2 separate regions of the Capra hircus genome follow, and region 1 is linked to region 2. Evidence: chromatin contacts called from public Hi-C data. All regions are on one chromosome and are shown on one strand. Each heading gives the region's core, a stretch centred on a gene start, on an enhancer-like site or on the middle of the called end of the contact. The rest is flanking DNA. Distances are from core to core; before and after follow the strand shown.

The links. Hi-C and Micro-C count contacts between places; a contact is called where the count stands out from the background.
Region 1: a Hi-C map of liver shows a contact between it and region 2, with 5 times the contacts expected there. The contact joins two enhancer-like sites. A contact is called at or near these places in 2 of 5 Hi-C or Micro-C datasets (blood and liver).

The regions. Positions count from the first base shown.
Region 1 is chr21:34,077,994-34,082,426 of ARS1.2, forward strand. STOML1 (stomatin-like protein 1) reads left to right here. Exons shown (of 7, transcript XM_005695157.3): 6 at 1-66; 7 at 590-1,525. The coding sequence ends at 783. Among named protein-coding and RNA genes, the nearest start is that of STOML1, 9.9 kb to the left of the region's middle. Within about 2 kb of position 2,063, at least 5 of the 5 cell types and tissues checked have an H3K27ac peak or open chromatin away from gene starts, as enhancers often do.
Region 2 is chr21:34,016,589-34,020,860 of ARS1.2, forward strand. PML (protein PML) reads right to left here. Exons shown (of 9, transcript XM_005695149.3): 8 at 3,093-3,243; 9 at 1-2,074. The coding sequence ends at 1,296. Among named protein-coding and RNA genes, the nearest start is that of ISLR2, 7.7 kb to the left of the region's middle. Within about 2 kb of position 2,968, at least 3 of the 5 cell types and tissues checked have an H3K27ac peak or open chromatin away from gene starts, as enhancers often do.

The sequences.
Region 1 (4,433 bases), core at 813-3,312, 60 kb after region 2:
GCTACCAGTTCAATGTCATCCTGCCCAGCGGCCCCCAGAGCATCTATTTCCTGGATCTCACTGCAGGTGCCGCTGCCCTCCCTGCCCTCTCCTTCCCCACTGGGGTTGCTCATAGCCCTACCACCTGTGGTCCTTTTTAGACCAGGTCCTATTCCTGCCAGCAGTTTAGGGCAAACCCATAGCTATCAGGAGCTCAGATGGCATTTGCAGGCAGTGACTGCCCAGGCCTTGGGCTCCCTGTCCCATCCCCATGAGCAGGACTGCCCGGATGGCCCAGCTGCCTGGACCAACAGCCCTGCACACGTTGCAGGCCTGTTCGTGCCAGGCTCTGTCTGAGTGTGTTTTGCGCATCATGTCACCTACTTCTCATCATAAACCGGTGACTTAGTGATTATTATCATCCTCATCTCACCAGTTTGGAAACTGAGGCTCTGAGTGATCACACAGTCAGTAGGACTTGAACCCTGGGTATTAGCACCTGAGCTCTTAGCCACTCTTTCCACCCCTCCCAGTGGGACGTGCTGACCTCTTCTACCCCCTGTAGCATAGCTGTCCCCTCACTGATTCTCAGTTTTCTTTCTCCCCACAGGGCAAGGGAGGGTGGGACGCGGAGTGCCTGATGTCATCCCCGACGTGGTGGTGGAGCTGTCCGAGGAGGACCTACGGGCCCTGTTGTGCAGGGAGCTGCGGCCCCTGGGGGCCTACATGAGTGGGCGGTTGAAGGTGAAGGGCGACCTGGCTGTGGCCATGAAGCTGGAGGCTGTCCTCAAGGCCTTGAAGTAGCAGGTTTGGCTGCCTGTCAGTAGCCCGGCCCCGAGCTGGGCACCAAGCCAGGGAGACATCTTGGAGGCAGAGGCTCTGGCACTGCACCTTGGATTGTTGAAGCCCTGAGGAGTGTCAGACCCAGCGGGAGACAGTGAGTGGAGGCTGGGAGACACTGGAGCTAGGAGAGGCTGAGTCGGGCAGCCCTGCCCTTCTCACCCACAGTGGTTCTCTTAGCAAGCATTTGCTGATCCTGGTCCCCTGCCGAGTGCCCTACCTGAACTGGGTACCAGGCAATGACAGGAGAGCCAGGCCTGCTCTGCTCCTCTGGCGACCTGGCTGGAGAGGAGGGGCTGACGGAAACAGCCCAACAGCAGCTGGTTTGGTCCTGGTGTGAGGGAGCTCTGCATGTGACTCAGGCTCCAAGTTCCAGGAGAGGGGGTCAGAGAGGGGGGTCAGAGCAGCTCGGGGAGGGAGAGAGAAGGGACCAAGCAGAGGTCCCTGCATTGGGAGGGATCTGAGATTGGGCTGGGTCTGCCTTACTGATTGCAATCCAGGCCCAGACTGGGGGAGGGGGGGAAGACAGGGGGTCAGGGCAGTGTCTCTCTGGCCCTGCTCCTGAGGGTGTCCTGACTCATCTCCCAGCCTCAGTCTTGCATGCCTGACTGGCTGGGGCCAGGGCAGCATGACGGAGAGCCCTGCTGTTCTTGTGCTTCTTACCAGAGGTTTGAAAACCTCAAATAAACGTGCTGTTTACAATGTATCTGGAGAGCAACAGGGGACATGGGGGTGGGGAAGAGGGCTCCGAGGTGATGTCCGAGCTGCCAGCCCGGGACCCAGGCCCTGAAGGGTGACCCGAGCCCCAACAGTGATCTGGAATCACCCACAGTTCCCCTTCCTGACAAGGGCCTTGAAAGCAGGCAGGAGCAGGCACTCTGTTCCTCTTTATAGTCTGGGGAGAGCTTTGCAGGAAGGATGTGGGTGTCACAGCGCTGGTCGGGCAAACCGTTCATCCAGCGAAGGGCAGGGACTCCTCACACTCGAGGGGAGATGGAGCTGCCATCTCCTGCCCCTCCTGCTGTACCCCTGGTCACTGTTTCCCCATTGGTCCGGCCCAAACCCCAGGGACCCCAGAGAAGGAGGGCCTTAAACATCTTGAGTTCTAAGGAATGAATCTCACATCCCAGAGAGGCTTGTGAAAAAAAACCCACAGAAATTTGAGCCTCCTCTTTGAGGAACAGCCTCTGGCTTGTCCTCTGGCACCAAGCCTTCCCTGACAGGCCCCTGCCCAGCTGCCTTGGCACCAGGCTCCATCCAGTTTACCCTTTGGTTCCTGCCAGTGCTTGTCTTGGCCCGCCTCTTGTAGGTCCTCCTGGAGTAGACCAAACTGCCACTGGGTTTCGGTTTCAGCCCCAGGGCCCCTCCCTGAAGGGCCAGAGCCCCAGGCTGCTGACCGCCCCCTGTCCCTCTCTCCACCTCTCGGGAGGCCGCCCAGCTGGGGCTGCCTGTTCAAAAGCCTTCCTTCCAATCCCCACCACCCATGAGCCCCAGTGGGGCCTGGGCTCCCCGACTGCTTCGGGGCTGTCTTTGTGCCCATTCCCCAGTGTCTCTGTTACTGCTCTCGTGTGAGTGTCCGCCCTCCCTGTGGGACCTTGAGCTTCCTGCCTGAGCTGTTCATCATTGTTCTTTCCGCTGCTGCTGCACACAGTGCCCCACAGGGTGAGAGGGGAAGCCCCAGGCGCCTGCCTCGTGACAGCTTAAGGGAAACCGAAACTCAGATTTTCTTTGTGGGTGTCAGAGAAGCAAGCATCACCAGGGGAAACTGAAACTTTTATAGATGTCTGTGTGGGTGGAGAGCAGAATCTGCTGCTAGCCGTTAATGCCCTCATCCCATTGAGGGGAACTCATTCCTTGACGAGGCCAGTGCTCCAGGACAGGGAGCCCACAGGCTCAAGGCCTCTGGGCTTCGGAGGACCCAGCAGACTCTGCAGTCCCTGGGGGTGGGGGTGCAACGAGGGGTACCTAACGGGGCCAGGGTGTGAGGGGGCGGGGGAGGAAAGGGTGTCCATCAGAGAAAGCTTTCTGCGGAGTTGATCCCAAGGTACAGTTTACATGGAGATGAGAGAAGAAAGGAAATGGGGGAGACACTCGGCAGAGGGGAAAGTCCCTGTGAGGCCACAGCAGGCACCTCTGATTTGGGGAACTGGGACCTAAAGTCTGAGGGGGGATGTGTGCAGGGCTTTTGTAGTAGTAACTGATACCTCATGCCAGCCATGCCCCTCTACTGCATTAGACTCTTCCTGTATTTGTTTCCCCAGGTAACTTGATGAAGAATGATAACTCAAACAGTTACGTGATGCTTTTTCTATATATAATGCATTATTCTGATATTGTTTTTAAAATAAGTATTTAATTTTGAATGCTGCTGCTGCTAAGTCGCTTCAGTTGTGTCCGACTCTGCGACCCCATAGATGGCAGCCCACCAGGCTCCCCCATCCCTGGGATTCTCCAGGCAAGAACACTGGAGTGGGTTGCCATTTCCTTCTCCAATGCATGAAAGTGAAAAGTGAAAGTGAAGTCACTGAGTTGTGTCCAACTCTCAGCGACCCCATGGACTGCAGCCTACTAGGCTCCTCCGTCCGTGGGATTCTCCAGGCAAGAGTACTGGAGTGGGGTGCCATTGCCCTCTCCGATTTAATTTTGAATAGAGAAGTTTAAAAAGGCAAGCTGCAAAAATTGTTCCTCATACTCTTGACTCCATCCACGGAGTTTCAAACAGATATTCTCTGGTATTAGTTTCCAAGTTATTCTTCCAGAAGTTGGGCTCTGGGGATTTCCCTGGTGGCCCAGTGGTTAAGGCTCTGTGCTTCCACTGCAGAGGGTGCAGGTTCAGTCCCTGGCCAGGGTGCTAAGACCCCACATGCTGTGCTGCACAGCCGAAAAAAAATGAAGTTGGAGTTTTAAAAAAATACACTTACAAGAAAATCCACATATATTGTTTTTTGGGATTTTTTTTTTTTTTTTACAGAAATGGCAACATAGCAAATACAATGTTAATTTGTTCACTTAACATTGTGCTTGAGAGTCTTTACATATTTGCATACCTAGACTTTCCCTATTCAGTTTTATATTAATAGTTACATAGGATTCAGTTGTATGGGTGTATCATAGTTTATTTTACCTGGTTTGGATTGATAGACATTCAGATTATATTTTTATGTTTTGCTATTTCAAACAATCATGCAGTAATAACCTTTCACATATGCTATTGTGGTTGAAGTTCATCTGTGGGATAAAGTCCTAGAAAGGAAATTGCTAGGTCAAAGCATTTATAATTTAATATTGCCCAAATGCCTTCTTTAGGGATTATTCTAATTTACATTCCCATCGTCAGTAAGTGAGAGTCTGTTTTTCCTCACAGCCATGCCAACACAATTAAACTCTGGAATTTTTTGACAGTCCAGTAAATGAAAAAGCTCAGTGAAAAAGTAAATTAAAAAGTTCAACTTTTAAAAGAGTTGTTCAATTGTTTATTGCTTTTTAAGATTTGGATTTTCCATCCCAGCAAAAGCACAGGGTTTCTTTTCAGTCCCAGGTAAAAAGCACAGAATTTACCTTTTTAACAGATAATAGGATAAAATGTGTTCATTTTTTAATAGTAAAAGATGTTT
Region 2 (4,272 bases), core at 1,718-4,217:
GAAAGCTGAGGCCATGGGGGTATCCCCAGGATCAGGGCGTCAAGGAAGAGGGATGGCAGAGGGGCTGAGGGGAAGGGGCAGTGGTTCCACTATGAGATGAGACCACCGGCCTGTGTTCTGCTCAAGTTTGGGGGCCTTAGTTAGCTTAGGGTTGGGGCCAAGGGCTCAAGAATGAAAACCTCCTTCACCACTGCCCCAGAGGCCTGCTGCTCATTCCTAAAACCCCAGAATGAATGGTGGGGCTAGATGGGAGCTCTGGGACCATGCAGGCTAACCAGCCCATTTTATAGGTGGGGACGTGGGGGCTCAGGAAGGGGCCCTTTCCTGGGTCCCACTCAGCGCAGAGTCAGGGCCAGGACTTTCTCTGCTGCTCCACACTGCTTCTCCTGGGAGGGCAGTCTATCAGAGCAATGGCGCTGAAACCTGGTGGGCCTCAGAATCATCTGGAGAACCTGCTAAAGCAGCCTGCTGGGCCCCACCCTAGAGATTCCCATGCTGCAGGTCGCTGGACTCCACTGAGAGCAGTGCTGGGTTGGAGGTCACACCTTGGGAGGCCTTGGGGCAGGTAGTGGCATTGCAGAGAGCCAGAAGGGCCCAGTGTGGCCAGCAGGAGGGAAGCAGGCTTGGAAGGTCATGTCTGGAAGCAGGGAGCGGCAGGGAGCGGCAGGGAGTGGCAGGCCCTGTCTCTGCTGAGAGGAGGCCCTTGGGGGGTGAGAATGCCCCAGAGCGGACATGAACTGGGCTGGCCTCCGGGCAGGCAAAGGCTGGAAGAACCCAAACCCCCAGGGAAGGTTTGGTTTGAAAGGCACTTTGGTACCCGTGGGGCCCCTGGTGGTGTAGGCAGTGTCCGTGGGTGCTGTCAGCAGGGCCCCTGGGGCCATGCCAGTGCTCAGGGAGGAGCAGTAAGGGACCCTCCGGAAGCTGGGCTCGGTTGGCTGGGGCAATATGGGGGCTGCTTCGAGAGCCCAGCGGCCAGCCCTTCTTCATCAGGGACCCTGCCCTGCCCCCGCTTCTGGCTCCCGGAGTGGGAGGCCCAGGGGATCTTCGAGCTAACTCATGGTGCTCCCAAGGCCGCCCGGGGATCTTGTGGCCCCCATCAGGTGGTTGCTTGGCCTTGGAACCTTCTCTGTGGAATTTTTAGAGAGGTGGAAATTGGTCCCGGAGAAGGAGAAGTGATTCTGGACCAAATGACAAGGGAGATAACTGGACCTGGGGATGCTGTGGTGGGCAGGGGCTGGCTCAGGGACCCCATCTCTCTCTGTCCCCAGAGAGTCTGAGCCAGTCAGCCCCTCCCCTCAGGTCTGCTGCGTAGCCCTTTCTGCCAAGCTGTGGCCAGCCGGAGGGGCAGCGACGCCTCCTGCCCCTGCCGAGGCCGGCTCCCCCAGCAGGCCTTCGAAGTAGGTGCCCAGAGACTGCAGGTCGAGTGCAGGCTGGGACGACGTGGGAGTCTGGAGGCTCAGGAAGCGGTTGTACTTCTTCAGGCCGCCCTGGGGGTCATGGTGGTGTGCGGTCAGCAGCTCTATGAAGGTGACCTTGTGGAGGGCCAGCAAGCGGGCCTCGGCCCGGGGCAGGATGGCCGCCTGCACCAGGGGCTGCAGGGATGAGAAGCACTGCAGGCTGCTGAAGGGGTGGATGTGCGGGGCCAGCTGGGGGCCGGGGGACACCTCGAGGAGTCGGCACAGGTCGCGCATGGCCAGCACGGCCGCGAGGGCGCTGCGTTCGCTCATGTTTCTTGCCAGGTAGGTCTTGGCCAGGCTCTTGAGTTTGAAGCTGCTGGCCCCCGGCACGCACTCCCGGATGAGGGGCAGGGTGGCCAGGAAGCCCGAGATGGACTTCTGGAACTTCCCCAGCATGTTCATCTCCTCCAGGGCCTGGAAGAAGCTGGGGAGACTGGGTCCCCACAGCTTATAGCAGGCCAGGATGGGCTGGTGCATGCTCGCCAGGAAGTACAGGAAGTGCTGCAGTCCCACCTCTAGGGAGACAGCCTTGGAGTACACGTTGAGCGCCTCGGGCTGGATGAGCGCGCGGAACTGGCTTTCCTGGTTCACGGCTGCCAGCTGGCTAATCTTCTGGGCTGGGCAGGAGAGAATGGCAGCGTGAGGCCTCAAGGGCATGGCGGGGGGCACCAACCCCACCATCCAGAGACCCCATTTTGGGGCCTGATGGCAGGAATCAAGCATCAGCCTCAAACGCAGCTCTGACCCTGGCTCCAATAGGGATGGGGGTCAGAAGGGGAGGTAGGGCTGCCCTCCAGGGCCCCTTCCTCCCCTGCCGGGAGTCCTGCTCCCCCCTGCCCTGCCACCTTCCGGAGTCCACCAAACCCTTTCACTCCAGTCTGTCTGCTGCCAGCCTCCACCCACCTACCCTAGGGATCCCTCACTGCTTCAGCCTAGCCCTCCACTCCCTTTCCCCCCGACCTCCAACCCCATCAGTCACATAGTTAAGGCCCCCAGCCATCAGAGCGCTGGGTCAGAAAGCACATTTGCCCAATCCACTCCATTCAGAGTATGGTCCCGAATCTTCCAGTGAGGTCTGCAAATGGCTTCCCTGTCCTGTGAAATACCCGCTGTTTGTGTCTCCCTGGGCTGACCCCACGCTGAGCCCAGGCAACTGGATGGGACCTAGCCTCCCGCAGGGCTAGGGTAAGCACCGCGAATTTGAGGGAGAAGGGGTCACATCTCTCTGTGACCTTGGCTCTGTTGGCCGGCCCCTGCAGCAACCTTGGAAAGAATGGGCCCTGTACTCAGCCTAAGGCTGTGTTTGGATTGCTGGTGTCACCTCGGCAACCTTGCGTTTCTGTTTACAAGTGTGTTCCCAAGGCTCCCTAATGGAAGCACCAGTCAGGGAGGGACTCATGGAGGTGCCTGCCTCATGCCTTCAGGCCCTGGTCAAAGCAGACGTCCTTATTCAGAGAACCAAGTTCAAACACCCGAGAGGCCCCGGGAGGTGCGGTGCTTTGACCACCCTCTGGCTGCAACCTCTGGCCACAGCTCAGGGCTCTCCCGAGCTCACAGATGGCTCTGCCTGCACTTATCCTGGGGACTTAGGGACTGAGCAAGAAAGGGTTGGGGGGTGGCCACCGGAGAACCCACTTTCATTGTCAATCTTGAGGTCAAAGAAAACCAGGGGCTTGTCTTCCACCAGGGAGTTGGAGAGGCCGTCGTCCAGGACTGCGAGGGAGCTGGGGCCCTCCAGCTGGAGGTCACTGGACTCGCTGCTGTTGTCGGCCAGCTCTCGGGAGTCCTGCAACACAGAAGAAATCAACAGGTCAGGGGCTGTGGGGGCCGAAAGGGGGCAGTGGCCATGTGAGCTGGGTCCCTGGGAACAGGCGTGCATGCTGGTGTGTGCGTGAGCGTGGGGTAGAGGGCGATGAGAGCACGTGGATATGGGGGGTGGTCTGTGTGTGCCTCAGGGAGGGCCTGTTACTGGAAAAGGGAGGGGGCGTATCCAAGCGAGTGCCTGAACGGATGTGAATGTGCATATGCACGTGTGAGGGTCATGCGTGTGAACCAGGGCACGTGTGTCAGTGCGTGAATAGGATGGGATCATGGGGGGAAGTGTGAGTGTGAAAAAGTGTGGGAATGAATGCAAATATTGTGTGTATGTGTGTATGGGGGGTGTGGGTTTGCGAGCCTGTGTTGACACACGTGTGTGTGCAAGTGCGATACTGTGTGGCTGAGTGTGCACATGGGTGAGCAGGGCTGGGGGGGTAGGCTCTGGGAAGGCGTCGGGGCCGAGGTGGGCAGGGCCCCATGTGTCTGCTCCTTGCTTCAACTTCTTGAGCCGACTCAGAACAAACATCGTGAACTGGGGGGTGGTGGGGGAAGGAGTCCCATCTCGAACCTCAGGTGTTTCTCTGGAAGGGGCAGGATGCCTGGCTTTTCTTGTCCCCCAGGTGAGCTGAGGTCCCGGCACCCTGCACAAAGGAGAGGGGGGCCGCCCGGCTCCTGGGATGCCGCCTCTACGGGGCACATGGCGCCTGGCTGTGAGAGTAGTGGAGAGAAGCAGGCTCAGACCTGGGAGCCCTCTGCCATTTGGCGTCCAGAAGACAGCTGCTTAGGCAAGCAGGCCGGGGCTCCGCCAGGCTGGGCACCTGAGGCTCTGTTCTCTGCAGCACCAAGGTGTGAATACTGTTGAAAGGCCCTGGGGGTGGGAGGGGCTCTAGCTGTAAGCATTTAAACCCCAGGGGCTAGGGCGAAGGAGGGAGATAGAGTCTTTTGTAATATAGAGCTAATTGCTTATCATCTGCACACCTGGCAAAGCTAGGCTTTG